Linked DNA regions of Mus musculus: all the other regions are linked to region 3. Evidence: chromatin contacts called from public HiChIP or PLAC-seq data. All regions are on one chromosome and are shown on one strand. Each heading gives the region's core, a stretch centred on a gene start, on an enhancer-like site or on the middle of the called end of the contact. The rest is flanking DNA. Distances are from core to core; before and after follow the strand shown.

Region 1 (4,822 bases), core at 1,721-4,220, 210 kb before region 3:
AACAAAAACCACCAAAGGCTCTTGCTTGGCTCCTCCACCAGTGGAACAGAGAAGGGTTGGTATTTTCATCTCTGTGGCACTTACATCATCAGCTCTTCTAGTGTTTTGTTTCTGGCCCTGGATACTAGTCGGCTTCCTGTTCCCATAACCTGTCAAGTAGAGTGTCAAGGGAAGCTGGGAAGGGGAATTTCACAACCAGCTGGTTTCCTTTGATGTTGCCACGAGAGCCCCAGAGTCCCTCCCCCCACCAACCAACCATTTGGGAAGTAAGTAAGCAGGTCTCTTCTGGGTAGCTCAAGGCAGGGGGCTCGGCAGAGGACCTGCCCTCACATTCCAGCAGGGGGCTGGGAGGTGCAGCTGCCTGATCAGGATGAGGAGGGAGGAGAGGGTATGGGCATCTGAACAATTTGCTAAACCCAGAACACACCTCGGATGCAGCCACACCCCTGTGAGCTGAGCTCTCCAAAGCAATGGCTTTCTCTGAGAACTGGGTCAGCTTTGCAGCTATCCCCGGGCAAGTTTCCAAACCCAGCAAGTCCCAGAGTCATCAGGGAAGAATCGTTACCTGCAGGGGGTGGGGAGAAATCAGGGAGAGAGAGACCGAGGTGAGGTAGGAAGCACCTGCCTCCCTACTTGGGTCTCTTTCTCCCTGTTCTCAGTGAAGATGGATGTGCAAGCAGGCTGGCCACCCCAGGGCCCACCAGTGTTTAAGCTCCCCTGGGACATTTGAGACAAGGCCACGGTCTCAATCCAGCACCCTGCAGAGCCAGGTGTGGTTGCCAGCTCAGGCAGATTCCACTGAGGCCTCAGGCCTGACCTTCTTGCAAAGAGGAGAAAAAAAAATGTGTGTAAATTCCATCTGAGACTCCCTCCCCAGACTCTGTCCCTTTGAGCCACATACCTAAACTGACTCAGGGCTTGTTTTGGACTGAAGTAGGCTTGCCCACCCCCCCAAATTGAACCTTTGGATTCTAGCTGCCTTAAACTGGCCCCTTTCTCAGAGTATCTCAGGAATGCTTGTTAGTCAAACATTTGTTAGGTGTCAGTGAATCCCAGGACTGCGCCATATGGCCTTTCCCCTGATTTTGTAATGCAGAGCATATGTGCCTGCACCTAGTAGGTGTCTCTCCACCAAGGGTTTCCAAGAATGCTGCCCATGAAGTGAGGGCACCTGGGAATCCCTTCTCTAGTCTTTGTCATAGGCTCCTACCGCAGCCAGCGGGGACAATGGTGTGTGTGTGCGAGCCACAATTTCTCTTTGTAAGGTAGCCTTTAGCTTGGCACATTTGTTATTTTCTCATCTGTGTCAGACACAAACAGAATCTAAAATGCAATATTTGGATTTCAAGTAAAACATATACACATTTTTTTGTTTTCTTTTTAGGCTTTTTGTTTTATCTTATATGTATGAATGCTTTGCTTGCATGTACGGTCAAACACCATGTAGGTGCCTCGTACCAGCATAATTTAGAATTGCCTATCAGATCCTCTGGAACTGGAGTTACAGATGGCTGTGAACCACCAGGTAGGTGCTGGGAATCGAAGGCACATCCTCTGTAAAGGCAGCAAGGGGGGTTAACTCCTGAGAACCCCTCCCTTTTAAAGGAAAGCTTTATACAAAAATAACCACATCCCTGACTATTGAGTTTGAAAGGTTTCTTGTCCTTGGTCCCCTCCAGCAAACTTAGGAATTGAGAACGCCGAGGGAAGGAGGGGGTTGGGCCCGGCAGTCCCGCAGCAGAAATTGGTCCTGATTCGAGGTGGATGGGACTGAGGAATGCACGCTCTAACCAGAAAGAGGGTGGGGGGGGCGGGGAGGGGAGGGAGTCAGAGCAGCTAAGCTGGAGGAGTCTCCTGGGGAAGTAGAAGGGTCCAAATGACAAAGGAGTCGATTCCACACCAAAAGCCAGAGAAGCGGAAGACAAAGAGGGTTGGCTAGGTGTAGACGAGGTGGAAAAGACACTGAAACTCGGGACAGGTAGGTGGAAGCAGAGACTCTCTGCCTTGTCAGGTTACGGAGACCGGATTTTGAAGACCAAGAAAAGGGACCTGGCTTCATTGGCTACTCTCTGTGTGACCCTAGGCAAGTTGTTTAGACTCTCTGAACCTTGGTTTCTTATTTATTACAGACATGATAAGAGCACCGTCGGAGGGTTACTGGAGTCGGATGGCCGAGTAAAAAGCAAGTGGTGACCCGCCGCGTGCTTGGCTTAAAGATGAGCGGAGTTAGGGAGGAGTTGGACCGAATGCCCAGTGAGTGGTTGATTCATTTAGTTAGGTAGTGGGTTAAATCCACCAGATTTTCAACCCAGATTCACACACTTCCTGTAGAGGCAGGATTAAAAGAGCTGGCCAAGGTGTTTGTAAACAATAAAAGTGCAATTCAAAGTTTGCCGCTGGGGGGTGAAATAGTAGGAGTTAGGAAAGAGGCTGGGCAGCGGCGGGCCGAAACATCGTTTCGTCTGCAACACTGTCAAGGCTGGGCGGATGTGAACTGCTGTGCAGTCCTCCCGCCATTTCCAAAACGCCACAGACCCTTCTTACAGCCACCATAGGGGCGTGAGAGGCTGATCCCTGGAGTCGTCCCTCGGTGCCTGTAGGAATGGAGGGTGAGAACCCGGTGCGGGCAGTGGTGGGGCGATCTTGGGACGAGTTGGTTAAGACACTCCCAACAGCTAGGACACAAAGCAGGGTGGCAGGGAATGAATGCCGCACGGCCGCCAGAGCCCAGAGTGGCAAGGGGACAAGGCTGAGGCCAGCCCAGCGGCCAGCCGCAGCGCCGCCTCCCGGGAGGAAGGCGGGGGCTGGCCCGGGGAGCGGAGGGAGGCGGAGAGCGGAGGAGGGCGGCGCGCTGAGAGGTTATTTGTGGTTCGCTTTGATCCCGAGGGGGAACCTGAAACTCTCACATTCCTGGCATAGCAGCCGCCTCCAGCGCGGGCTGACCTAGAGGCTGCGCACTGGGGCGCGAGCAAGCAGATCATCGGCGCCACCGACTAGTGCGCACCTCCGTTGCTGACTGTACCTAAGCCGAACCGGGTCTGCGTGCGCCGGCAGCCGCGGGCCGCAGCGGTAAGCAAGGTGCCGGGCACTCCGGGCAGTGCGCGAGGCCGGCGGGGACGCTTCCCAGCAGCAGCGGGACACCGCGATCAGTCCGACCCTTTCTGGAGATCGGAGCTGGGGTGGACGAGCCTCCCCGGGAGCGGGAGGGGAGACTGTGAACCCTTTCGAGGATCGATCCTGGGTGTCTAGCCTAGACTGCTCGCGCTTTTGTGGGGGTGAGGACACCATTCTCCGACCCACTGGGGCTGGAGGAAGGACAGAGGATCAGTGTTTGGGAGTGTGCGTCTCGCGTGCGGGGCAAGTGAAAAGCTGCGGTAGGCATATCTCGCTGAATTATGAGGTTACCGTGGCTGCTTTGTCTGGATTGGGGATACAGGTGGCTTTTACCCTCAGCTAGCTCAAGAATTCCTCTTTGTCTTCCTTGGAAAATCCTCTGCGGAGCCACGAACTGGCTCTCACTTAGAAAGAATGCAGCCTGCTGTCCAGTCCGGTGACGTCAGCGCTGAAGTATTTGGAAAACAAAGAGGGTTAGGGAGAGAGGCGTACCCGCGATGCTTAAAGACCTCTCGCGGTTGCGGGTTTTGCTCGCCCGGGGCGCTCGGGCAGCCACCGGTGCTAGTGGTCTGCCTCGGTAGAGGTGAGTAACGCCGGGACCCTGGACTGGCCTGGTTGACTTGGAGACTAGCGTTGGTTCCTTTTGCTGGAGTGAGCCCAGGCCAAGGCCAGAGACCCGTGTTTGCTTAGAAAGGTGGCTGGTTTTCCGAGTGCAGCGCTCCAGTGCAGCCCAGGTACAGCGCCCGTGTAAGGAAGTTGATTTTCAGTAAGTGCTCTTATATAAGTATTTGAAAGAAAGATTGTGCATCTAGGGGATTCGATTGGGACGTTTGTGCGATGAAAGGCCTCGGAAATGTTCGGTGCTCCGAGAGCCTGGCTCATAGTCGGCGCGCCTGGAATCTGCCGGGAAGGCTCAGCATTCCTTCTAGCCGCTCCCGGATCCTTAGCGCGAGTCAGCCCAGACAGTGATTAACTTAGGAAATACCGCGTAGAAAAAGCCGCGTGTGAGCAGACTCTTCAAGTCTTACACATTGCAGGGTGCAGTTGGGGGGGGGGGGGAGGATTAGTTGCTGGCTTGGGTATCGTCAGGGCTCATTACCTTTCTCCAGCTCTGCCAACATACCATTCCCAAACTGAGGTAGGACAGGGGGCTAGCATTAGTATGGCACAGAAAGGGGCCACCACCCCCTTCCTTTGTCTCCCCCCTCGCCTCATTACCCCATCAACTGGCATAGGTAGTTGTTACTAATATCAACAGAGATGCAGAGGGATCATCCCCTGTGTGCCTCTAGCATACACGTAGGGAGGGGTTTTTCTAAGTAGCAAATGTGTGTGCCAAGAAAAGAGGTTGGTGGTCATGGAAAATGTTTCCCTGGCTCAGTTACTGCAAGCTCCCCTCTGCCTCCTCACCAATTTCCATGGGGCTTCTTGTGCTGCTCACCTTGCAGAGTGGCTGCTAAGGTCATCTGTGACAGGGAGACTCAGATTTATTTTATCAGCAGCCTTTGAGCCCAGGGTCTGGCTCACGCGTCTTTATTCTAAAGAATCAATGGAATTATTTGCTTAGGGCTTCTTTCTGCTGGGCTACATTCTTTCTTTACCGCCTGCCAGTAAACTGGGAACCCTATTGCTAAGTGGTTGAATTTGATGGACGCCTGTCCTACAGTTTGCCCATGAGATTGTTTGGGGTAATGGCTGACTGCCGGGG
Region 2 (4,645 bases), core at 1,412-3,911, 220 kb after region 3:
GGTTTCTTTACATCACCAGGTGGAAATCCTTTCCTTAAGCCCTTTAGAGCAGTAATTAGGCTGAGAGGCTGGGCTCTGCTTCTCTCCGTCATTCATACACACACACACACACACACACACACACACAAAGACATACACACACACATATACACATACAAAGACATATATATAAACACACAAAGACATATACACACAGACACACAAAGACATACACACACATATACACACAGACACATATATACACTCACATATACACACAAAGACATAAATACACAGATACACAAAGACATACACACACATACATATACACACATAGGTACACACAAAGACATACACAGACACACAGACACACACAAACTCACACACAAAGACATACACACAGATACATACACAGACACACACATACAAACAAAGACATATGCATAAACACAAAGATACACACACACAGACATATATACACAAAGACACACAGATACACAAACACACACACACACACACACACACACACAGACATACACACACACAGACACATGATTGCTTGTTAATCCTCTGGAGATGGAGGAGGACAGACTTTGTTTATTTTCTTTTTCTGAGCATAGCAGCAGAGGTGTATGGGAAATAGATAAGTCCCCAGGGACCCGAGAAGATGAAATGTATTTTCTCTCAGGCTGTCCCACTGCACAGGAGCCGTGCTTGTCACCCTCCCACCAATATCCTGTCTGTCCCAGCAGCAGTACAGCATGGCAGAGTCTAGGCCCACTCAGTCAGCTCCCAGGACAGTGTTCCCTCTCTCTCCTCATGGCTCCAGACCCTGTGCTCCCCTCCCATTCACTCATCCTGACAAAAGACAGCTGTGTGCTGTAGTACATGGCCTGACAGAAGGTAGCAGAAGGCAGCCTGGCCCACCCTCAGCGGGGCACAGAGGGCAGGGCCTATCCTCAGCCACGGCCAGTGCCACCTTGATGTAGAGCTGAGTGTGCAAGAGGCCCCAAAGGGCCACCATGCGGCCCTGAGTATGGTAGGCTGGGGTCCTCAGCTGAACCTCTCAGAAGGTTCTGTTTGTGGCCCTGGTGAGCTGGCACTTCTACAGCCCTGGGGGACCTTTGAGAAGCATGTCTTCGTTCTCTACTTACCTGGCAGTTACACACATACACACACACACACACACACACACACACACCCCTTATTCTCCGCTAACACATGTACTCTAGTCTCTCACCGCCCTGCCTAATCACACCATACAAACTGATTCACTTATACAGTTTTCACTTGGTGGAAAACCAAGTCTCAAGCAGAGGAAATTTTGTCTGTGGTGATTCCTTCATGTAAAACCCCAGCTAAGAGGTAGTATGTTTTGTAATGTGGTAGCATGATGCGGCGGAAGTGGGTGCCTTAGCGGGCCCATGTTGAGGTACCCCCACCAAGGTACCAGCCAGACAATGGGTCTAGTATAAAATGAAGTTTATTTGGGGCATGAGAGGAGGCTGTGGAGAGGGGGTGGAGGCAGAGAAAGAGGACAGAGAAGAACAGAAAGAGAGGAGAGAAAGAAGGGAAGAGGCCAGCAGAGAACATGCAGGGAGAGAGAAAGGAGGAGAGGACAGAAGCGGGAAGAGAGGTCACACAGTCTTTTTATAGCCAGCTGGGCTCATACCTGGCTGTTCCTAGGTAACTGTTGGGCAGAGCCTAGAAGAAATGCTAACGAGGTTTTCTTAAAACTCTATCTAGGGAAAAAAAAAATCTGGGCATATCTTGTAATAAGAGGTGGTTCTTGCTGTGCGCTCCCCCACCCATACCAGCACATACCCAGGAAACCCCTGTGGGCCCTGGGAGGGTCAGCTGTGTGAAGGAGCCCTGCTAAAGGGAGGTGTGGTCCTCTGAAGGTCACTCCTGGCCGAGGCTCTCCAGGGTGCTCTTTCCAGCCTGCAAAGCTGGCAGCTCAGGCCTTAGCGTCTTAGAGAACTGAGAGGTGGTAAGAACTTAACACTGAGGACCCATGGCCCCTCCTGTCATCCACACCAAGTTAGAACAGCACAGATCTAATGGGCTGCCTCAGGGAGAGAGGCGCCCACAGGCCAGGAGGGCTCTTCTCAGAGGACACTTGTGAGATGGGAAGGTGTTTCAGACTCTGAAGGGGGTTCCTAAGAAGCAAATGCTGGTCTTTCTGGCAGGCTCAGATCTCCTGAGATCTCTTGCCGGCAGCTGATCCTCGAGCCATGGCAGTCTGTTCTGCCCTGAGGCTTCCCACACTCAGTCTTGGGGCCGCCGCCACAGCAAATTACCACACACTGAGTAGCTTCAAAGGAACAGGAGTGTATTCTGTCCTCACCTTCCTGGGGGCCTGAGGGTGGAACACATACAAGAGAGCCCTGAGCTTTTGGGGGTTGGGGGGAGGGCATTCTCCTTGCTGTTGGCTTCTAGTGGCCTCAGATGCTCTTTGTCATAGGGCTTCAAGATTTCCATCTGGCCGCCCTCTTCATGAGATCTGAGTAGATAAGGTGGATGGATAGGTGTGGATTCTCATCTGGGCCCTTGAAGTGGACGCAGCATGCATCTGTATGCATCTGTATGCATCTGTATGCATCTGTATGCATCTGCACTCGGGGAGAGGCTCCTAGTCACGTCACCTCACGTGGTGCCTGAAGCCTTGGATTTTTATTTCTGTCTCCTGCCTTGTCCTGATTACGTGCTCTTGCCGTGGCCACAGAGACTTCTCCCTGACACAGTGCGGTAACTGGCCTCTTACCTGACAAGCGATGCTTCCTCTTCAAGGTGAATACATATATGCTTGTACACACATACACTCACATGCAGATACATACATGTGCACACACATACACTCTCACACGTGCCTGTGCACACACACGCACACATACATATGCATACACATGGCACACACCAGCACACACACATTTATGCAGTGCGCACACACACACACACACACATATACGCCAGCCTTTCCTGAATACTGAATAAAGCTTCTGCGTGCACTCGTGCCTCTCTCCGCTGTGGCTGCATCAAATCCTCCTCCTCTCCTATCGGCTCCACTCTTGTCTTCCGGTGGCCTTCCTGCCCACTCCAGCAGCCATCAGTCGCTGGCTTGTCTGGCCCACACACCCTAGGGACCACGTCACTAACACTGTTTTTCACAGGCTCAGACACTACTGGAGGGGAGGGTGAATGGGCAAAGACTTGGTTGACCACAGTGATACTTCTCATGATGTGAGCACCATGACCACCCAGGGACCAGGTAGCAAGGTGTTTTCTGTATTAGTATTATGATGAACAGAGCCAATTACATGTATGCACGTATGTATATGAATATATGTTATTGTACACGTACACACACGATTACAAATTGGACAGCCATTCTTCATAGAGAAGAAAGTAACCACGGGACAGATTGTGACCTTGAAAAGCCAGGTGCCTGCCCTGTGACCTTGGGAGCCAGCATCTCCTCCTCCAGGGCACTAACTGAGCAGCTGTCATTGGCTGGCAGTGACCCGGCCCTACCTGTTCCCAAGAGGCTGTGAGCTCCTCTCTACAAAGCAACCACTTTCTTGGCTGAGTCTTTAAGTTTACCAGGCTCATTTGCATGCTAATTTGCATAACTTTACCCAGATACTTCGGTCTGGTGGTTGGCTGTGCCTGAGAGAACAGCAGAGTCATTGTCAGGGGCTTGTCATGCCCAGCTGCTTTCTGCCATTTACGGATGCTTCTCTCCAGCGCCGGCCGGCCGGGCTCAAAAAGAAGACGCACGCACATACTTGCCTTTTCATTCTCTTCCCCTGAAGAAATAAATGCTGGCGTCAATTTATGCTAATTGCCATGCAGATTTCCTCCGGTAGACTTTATTGCTGTATCTTGTCAGAATGTGGATGCAAATTTATATTTCATAATAAATGCACAGAGCTAAGAAGATTTCAACAAGTGCCGTAGGGAATATCTTGCTCAGAGATCTTCTTGCTCGGATGTGCTGGTGGAAGGTCTGTGCAGAGGAATGCAAGTACGCCACCGTCGACACCCCTGTCGATACTGTGTAATGCCACACTCAAAGGAAGATAACCGTTGGGAGGAAATCTGTGCTTCTTAATATTCTTTGCATGTGTAAAATAAAGTGGCTGCTATTTTTCATAGTCAGTGAGTGCCGTTTGCCAGCGCAAAAGAATAAATTAGCATTGCCAGGTTCGGGGCCACGTATAACAGTAGACTACACCTCCGTTTCCTTCAGAGAAGACATCACGCAATACAGGCAGAGAAGGCACAGCTGTGTGAGGGGATCACGGGGCTTCTAGACTGACAGAGGACTCCCAGGCACATGCCTGTTTGTATCTCTTGATATCTCATCCCCTGTGGGCATCTACCATCGGAAATGATTTGTTTCATACCTCATAAGATAAAGAATAGAAAAGCTACCTTGACTATAACTCCTTGGCACAGTGAAAGAGCGGCGTGCCTCTCCTCGGCTCCACCTTCCTGAACCTTTGCTGAAGCCCTGGGAATCCCAGATCCTTGGGATGTCGATGAAGAATAGGACAGCAAAGGTTCCTGAGGGGCTGGGGGTGGGGGTGGGGGTCTGACAGATTAGGAAAGAAACAGTTCCTGTCTCTCCACTGCAGGATTCAACAGAGCCTTTAATGTGCCAGGA
Region 3 (4,473 bases), core at 1,847-4,346:
TAGAAATAAGGAATAAACAAGTGAATGAATGCGCAGCACATGCAGGGCTTAGCGAGCCAAACCCAGCTCTGATTTCATGGTGATGCTGACTGTGTTTCTGATGGGGAGATCCAAGATCATAAGCACGTCACTCGTTCACGAGTTTGCTAGTTACAACACGGACTTGGCAAAGGCCTTCTCACATTTATCAGGAAGAGAACCCGGTCAGTAAAACAGTGCACGTGGCAGTTCTTCTGTGTAGTGGTAACTTTGGCTAACCGCTCTGGCTCCTACACACACACACACACACACACACACACACACACACGTGCGTGCACCAGTTATTTTAAAATGCCTCGACTAGCTCAAAGGTTGGGCATTTCTAATCCTTCCCCCTGCTAGGAAACACTTGGCTCTGGTACTCCTGAGTTAACATGTTGGGGAAGTGGCCCATGTGGCCTCTTTCCCTGATTCTCACATGTCGGCAGACTTTTAGGTCTGGTCTTCCTTCTTCCCCATCATGGCCATCTCCTCCTTTCTCCCCCACCCCGCTTGGTTTCACCTCAGTCTACCTGTCCAGCCATTGGCTATATGGCAATTATTTATTGCCAATCAAATCTAGCTGAGGGCAGAGACCCTCAGCTTCTGGGAAGAAGGCGGCTTTTGGGAGCATAATTGAATCGAGACAGCATTAGAACCAATCCCTAACACTTCTGTCTTGGAGCTTAGGAAACTGAGGCACAGAGGGCACATTTCCCAAACACATCCGGGACATGACAACCCAGGAGAGAGAAGCTGATAGAGGGTTAAGGTGGGGCACTGAGAGAGGAGATCTCCAGTTCACAGAGTTGAGAGTTTCTGTGATTGCATTGGGTTGGTAGTCATTGTTACAAGATCCTTAAAACCAGAACTGCCCAGAGAAGTGATAGTGATTGTTATTCTCAAATGGTTGGAAAGCCAGGGGAGCCAGCCTGCTGGAGATTGGCATCTGGGAACCAACCGGAATAAGAGCACTTGCTCTGTACCTCGTGTTGCTTGTTATGGTAAACTGATTACAGGTAATAAAGATCCCTGAGAAGTACATGGTGCTCTGAGGTTGAAAAATGTGTTAGCTGACCCATGTCAGCGTCAGAATGTCTGGGCAGCATTGCGGGTGGAGGGGACCCCGAGATCGGCAGGGCTGGTTTGCAGAGAGCGCTCTGTTCTTCTGAGTTCACAGACTTACAAAAATAGCCAAGTGTTCTAAATGTGCTCCATCCCCACTTTACATAACTGTGCGACAATCCTTCAGAGCTGAGGAGTTTTAGTTGAGATAGTTTGGGAGTTTATGCAAGTGGAGGGCTCAGTGCCTCCTAGCATTGATGGTCCAACCATAGCCTCAATGACAGCACAAGTCTGGATTCTTGAGTGCTGGCAATGGCTTCTGGTCATGAGAGCCTGCTTTGCCGGAGGCCAGCCTGAGGCCTGAGAGGAGAGGTCATGGGATGAAGACTTCTCTTCCTCTCCTGAGGGCTCCAAGATCTTAGTCAAATCCCATGACCATACCAAGTGTCCTTATTGAAAGACTGGCTGCACTGATCATCTGGGTTATATTGAATTCAGTGTGATGGTGGAGCAGATGGTATTCACCAACTTTTTCCTGGGGAGTAGCTGGGGAGTAGCTGGAGAACCTAGTGGGATGGACCTGTGGGCTTGGAGGTAGACCTCACCTGTTTGTCCTGTGGACTAAATCTATGCTGAGCATACAAAATGTTAGATGTATCCATGTAGCCTCCACCCCCAAATCTTTAGACAAAGGCCAAACCCAAAGTAAAATGTCTGCTAGGCATAACTGGGCAGATCCCTGGTATACAGGCAGCCCAGCTCAGGGAGCTGAGAGAAGGGAGGATTGGATAGAGCAACATGCACACATGATGACTGGCTTTGTTACAACCCAGAAGACAGAACTGGCTGTGTCTCGACCTAAGAGACAGAGCAGGTACTCAGGTGGGCAGGCCAGCGGGACTTCCTGAGGCAGTGTGGCCTGACCTTGAAGGACATGGCAACATTCCCATCGGGAACCCCAGCCCTTTGCAGCGCAGCCTCTTGAGACAAGGCCTTCGGCGACAGTGAGAAGAAAGTTGCCACATCTGCCACACCTTAGCCCTAGAACGAAGCAGTGCTGTTGTTTCTGTTTCGTTCGGCTGCAACCTGTGCTTAAGATAGCCTGGCTCTGCGGGGCCCGGGAGGGCTGAGCTCAGTTCAGAGGAGCTGTGTGCTCCAATGGGAAGATTACCCAGAACACTGGCCTGGAAAGACAGTTCTCAGCACTCGCCCTCCCTTCTGTGGACACTCCCCACAGGCGTCAGTCTCAGACTGTCTTTCTCTAAGGCCCTGGGGGCTATGAAGTCTGTGACCTGGATGTTGTGGGACCACAGCCTGATGTGCTGATTTTGTCCTGTGACAAGTACCTAAGGACCCAGCGTAAAGTGTCTTCTTACCTCCCCAGATCTTCCTATAATCCTCTTGGCTGAGATAGCTGGGTTCTTGGCTGCGGGGCACCATAGATTGGAATGCTGTGGACTATGTGGGGAGAGGCCCCTTAAGGAAACAGGTGCTGTTGATATCATCAACAGCTCGAGCAAACCAACACAGCCAGAAGGAGCTGTCTCAGGATGCCCGAGTTGGGGATATTCACAGAAGGAGAGAGGGCGAGCTCTGGGGGACCTCTTCCCACATCCACTGTTGCTGGTGCGGGTTGTCTTGTGCCTGAAATTCCACTTTTGTGCTCCTAAGACCTTGGCAGCCTCATTAACTTGCCAGTGCAACCTTGCTTACCTGTTTGGAATCCTGGGCTTAGTTCCCTGGCTCTAGCAAAGTGTTATAGGACGCTGAGCTTCTTTGGCCGAGCCTTTGTGGCTTCCATGGTCCCGGCCACATTCTTTCCCTCCACTGCTATCACCACCGTTACCAACCAAACTGCTACAGGGCCTGACAGGAAGCCAGTTTGAGATTAGGGAACAGATTGGGGCTTCCCCACAGGCTGGTATTCCTTCAGGCAACTTCTTGTTGATCCTGGAGACTCCGGTAAACCTAATCAACATTCCTGGGCCCCAGTGAGGCAGGCTATTGCTTCTGGCTATTTGCCTCATTGTCTCCTAGCATTGACGTCATCAACCTTGTGATCTTCCAGCTTGTTATCTCTAATAAGATAATAGTATTCTACCATCACTAGCCACTATCACTTCTACCAACTGTTGGTCCTCTCAAGCCCACCCAGCTGCGTGACGAAAAACACCCTGCTACAGGACAGAAAGCCGCCGCTACCTCATCTGCTTCGTTCTCCTCCTAGCCAATCTGAGAAGCCCAACTCTCTGGGGGGCGGGGCATGGAGCACAGCCCCCTTTTTTTTTTTGCCTTTCTTACACGTGAGCCCTTAAAACTGGCCACGTGCCAGTCAGTCATCCTTGTCTCTGTCCAATCCAGAGGCCGCCCCCACCCCACCCCCACTGCCTTGTCCCTCCAAATAATAAAATCTCTGTGGTGAGAATCTGGCCCACAGTAGGAAGGGCTCCCCTATCACTTGATGTGATCATGGCAACCAAGGGCCCACTGGCGTGTCTGGAGGTCCATCTCCCAGGTGCCTCTGGATTGTCAGGTTGACAACTAACACCAGCTACCACAATTACTTTATTTATTTCTGAGTTTGAGATTGTTTTGTTTTGTTTTGTTTTGTTGAGACAGGGTCTCTCTATGTAGTCTTGGCTGCCCTGAACTGTCGATGTAGAGCAAGCTGACCTCAAACTCACAGAGACCCACCTCCCTCTGATTCTCAAGAGCCAGGATTAAAAGCATATATTACCACACCCAGCTGACTTCTTTTCTATATCTCACAATATGAAACTTCTGTCAGGCAGATAATTTGCAAATGTTTTTCTCAATTTGTGGTTGCCTTTTTATTTATTTGATAATGTTCTTTGAAGACAAAGTCTTTTAATTTTTAATTCACCGAATTATTGATCTACTTTATTTACTTATATTTATGTGATGTGTGTAAGACAATGTTTCCTGACTTACTCCAATTGCTATGTCAGGATTGCTAAGCTTACTCCAGTGCTCCCGTCTAAGAATTTTACAGTTTAAGTTCAATTCTAAGTATTTTACAGATCTTAACACTTACACCATAATCTACTTAAACTAATTTTTACTTAAGACCTAAAGTGAAAACTCTAGGTCCTGTGCATATCTCATTATTTCCAACGCATTATTTGTTTAAAATAATTCTATTTTCCTTTCTTGATTCTCTTGACTGAAAAACCGAGTGGATCCCATTTTGACTCTTGTGTTGATCCATATGCCCATCCTTTTGCCAACACAGTTACTATCTTACTACCATATGTAAGTTTGCATGTGTGGGAGTGCACATGGTCTGGGAGGCTAGAGGTCAACCCCTAGGGTGTTGTTCAGGGGCCATCAGTCTTGGGCTTTGGGGATATGGGCCTCTAACAAGCTAGA

Evidence for each region. HiChIP or PLAC-seq counts read pairs in DNA pulled down with a chosen protein or histone mark.
Region 1: a contact with region 3 is called in an H3K27ac HiChIP or PLAC-seq map of extraembryonic endoderm stem cells. The contact joins the promoter of Amotl2 here to the enhancer-like site in region 3. A contact is called at or near these places in 1 of 39 promoter capture datasets (the C10 cell line), 1 of 484 Hi-C or Micro-C datasets (embryonic stem cells), 4 of 115 datasets of contacts at active chromatin or transcription factors (embryonic stem cells, extraembryonic endoderm stem cells and trophoblast stem cells) and 2 of 9 other capture datasets (adipose tissue and liver).
Region 2: an H3K27ac HiChIP or PLAC-seq map of trophoblast stem cells shows a contact between it and region 3, with 21 read pairs. The contact joins two enhancer-like sites. A contact is called at or near these places in 1 of 484 Hi-C or Micro-C datasets (nephron progenitors) and 3 of 115 datasets of contacts at active chromatin or transcription factors (embryonic stem cells, extraembryonic endoderm stem cells and trophoblast stem cells).

Annotation. Positions count from the first base shown.
Region 1 is chr9:102,714,834-102,719,655 of GRCm38.p6, forward strand. It overlaps Amotl2 (angiomotin-like 2), which reads left to right and starts at 2,971. Exons shown (of 10, transcript NM_019764.2): 1 at 2,971-3,069.
Region 2 is chr9:103,143,305-103,147,949 of GRCm38.p6, forward strand. The region is part of intron 2 of Rab6b (RAB6B, member RAS oncogene family); the gene reads left to right. Among named protein-coding and RNA genes, the nearest start is that of Gm51658, 13 kb to the left of the region's middle. Within about 2 kb of position 2,662, at least 95 of the 459 cell types and tissues checked have an H3K27ac peak or open chromatin away from gene starts, as enhancers often do. A contact at or near this core is called in trophoblast stem cells, where this site is marked.
Region 3 is chr9:102,921,840-102,926,312 of GRCm38.p6, forward strand. No RefSeq gene overlaps it. Among named protein-coding and RNA genes, the nearest start is that of Gm31434, 78 kb to the right of the region's middle. Within about 2 kb of position 3,097, at least 51 of the 459 cell types and tissues checked have an H3K27ac peak or open chromatin away from gene starts, as enhancers often do. A contact at or near this core is called in embryonic stem cells, extraembryonic endoderm stem cells and trophoblast stem cells, where this site is marked.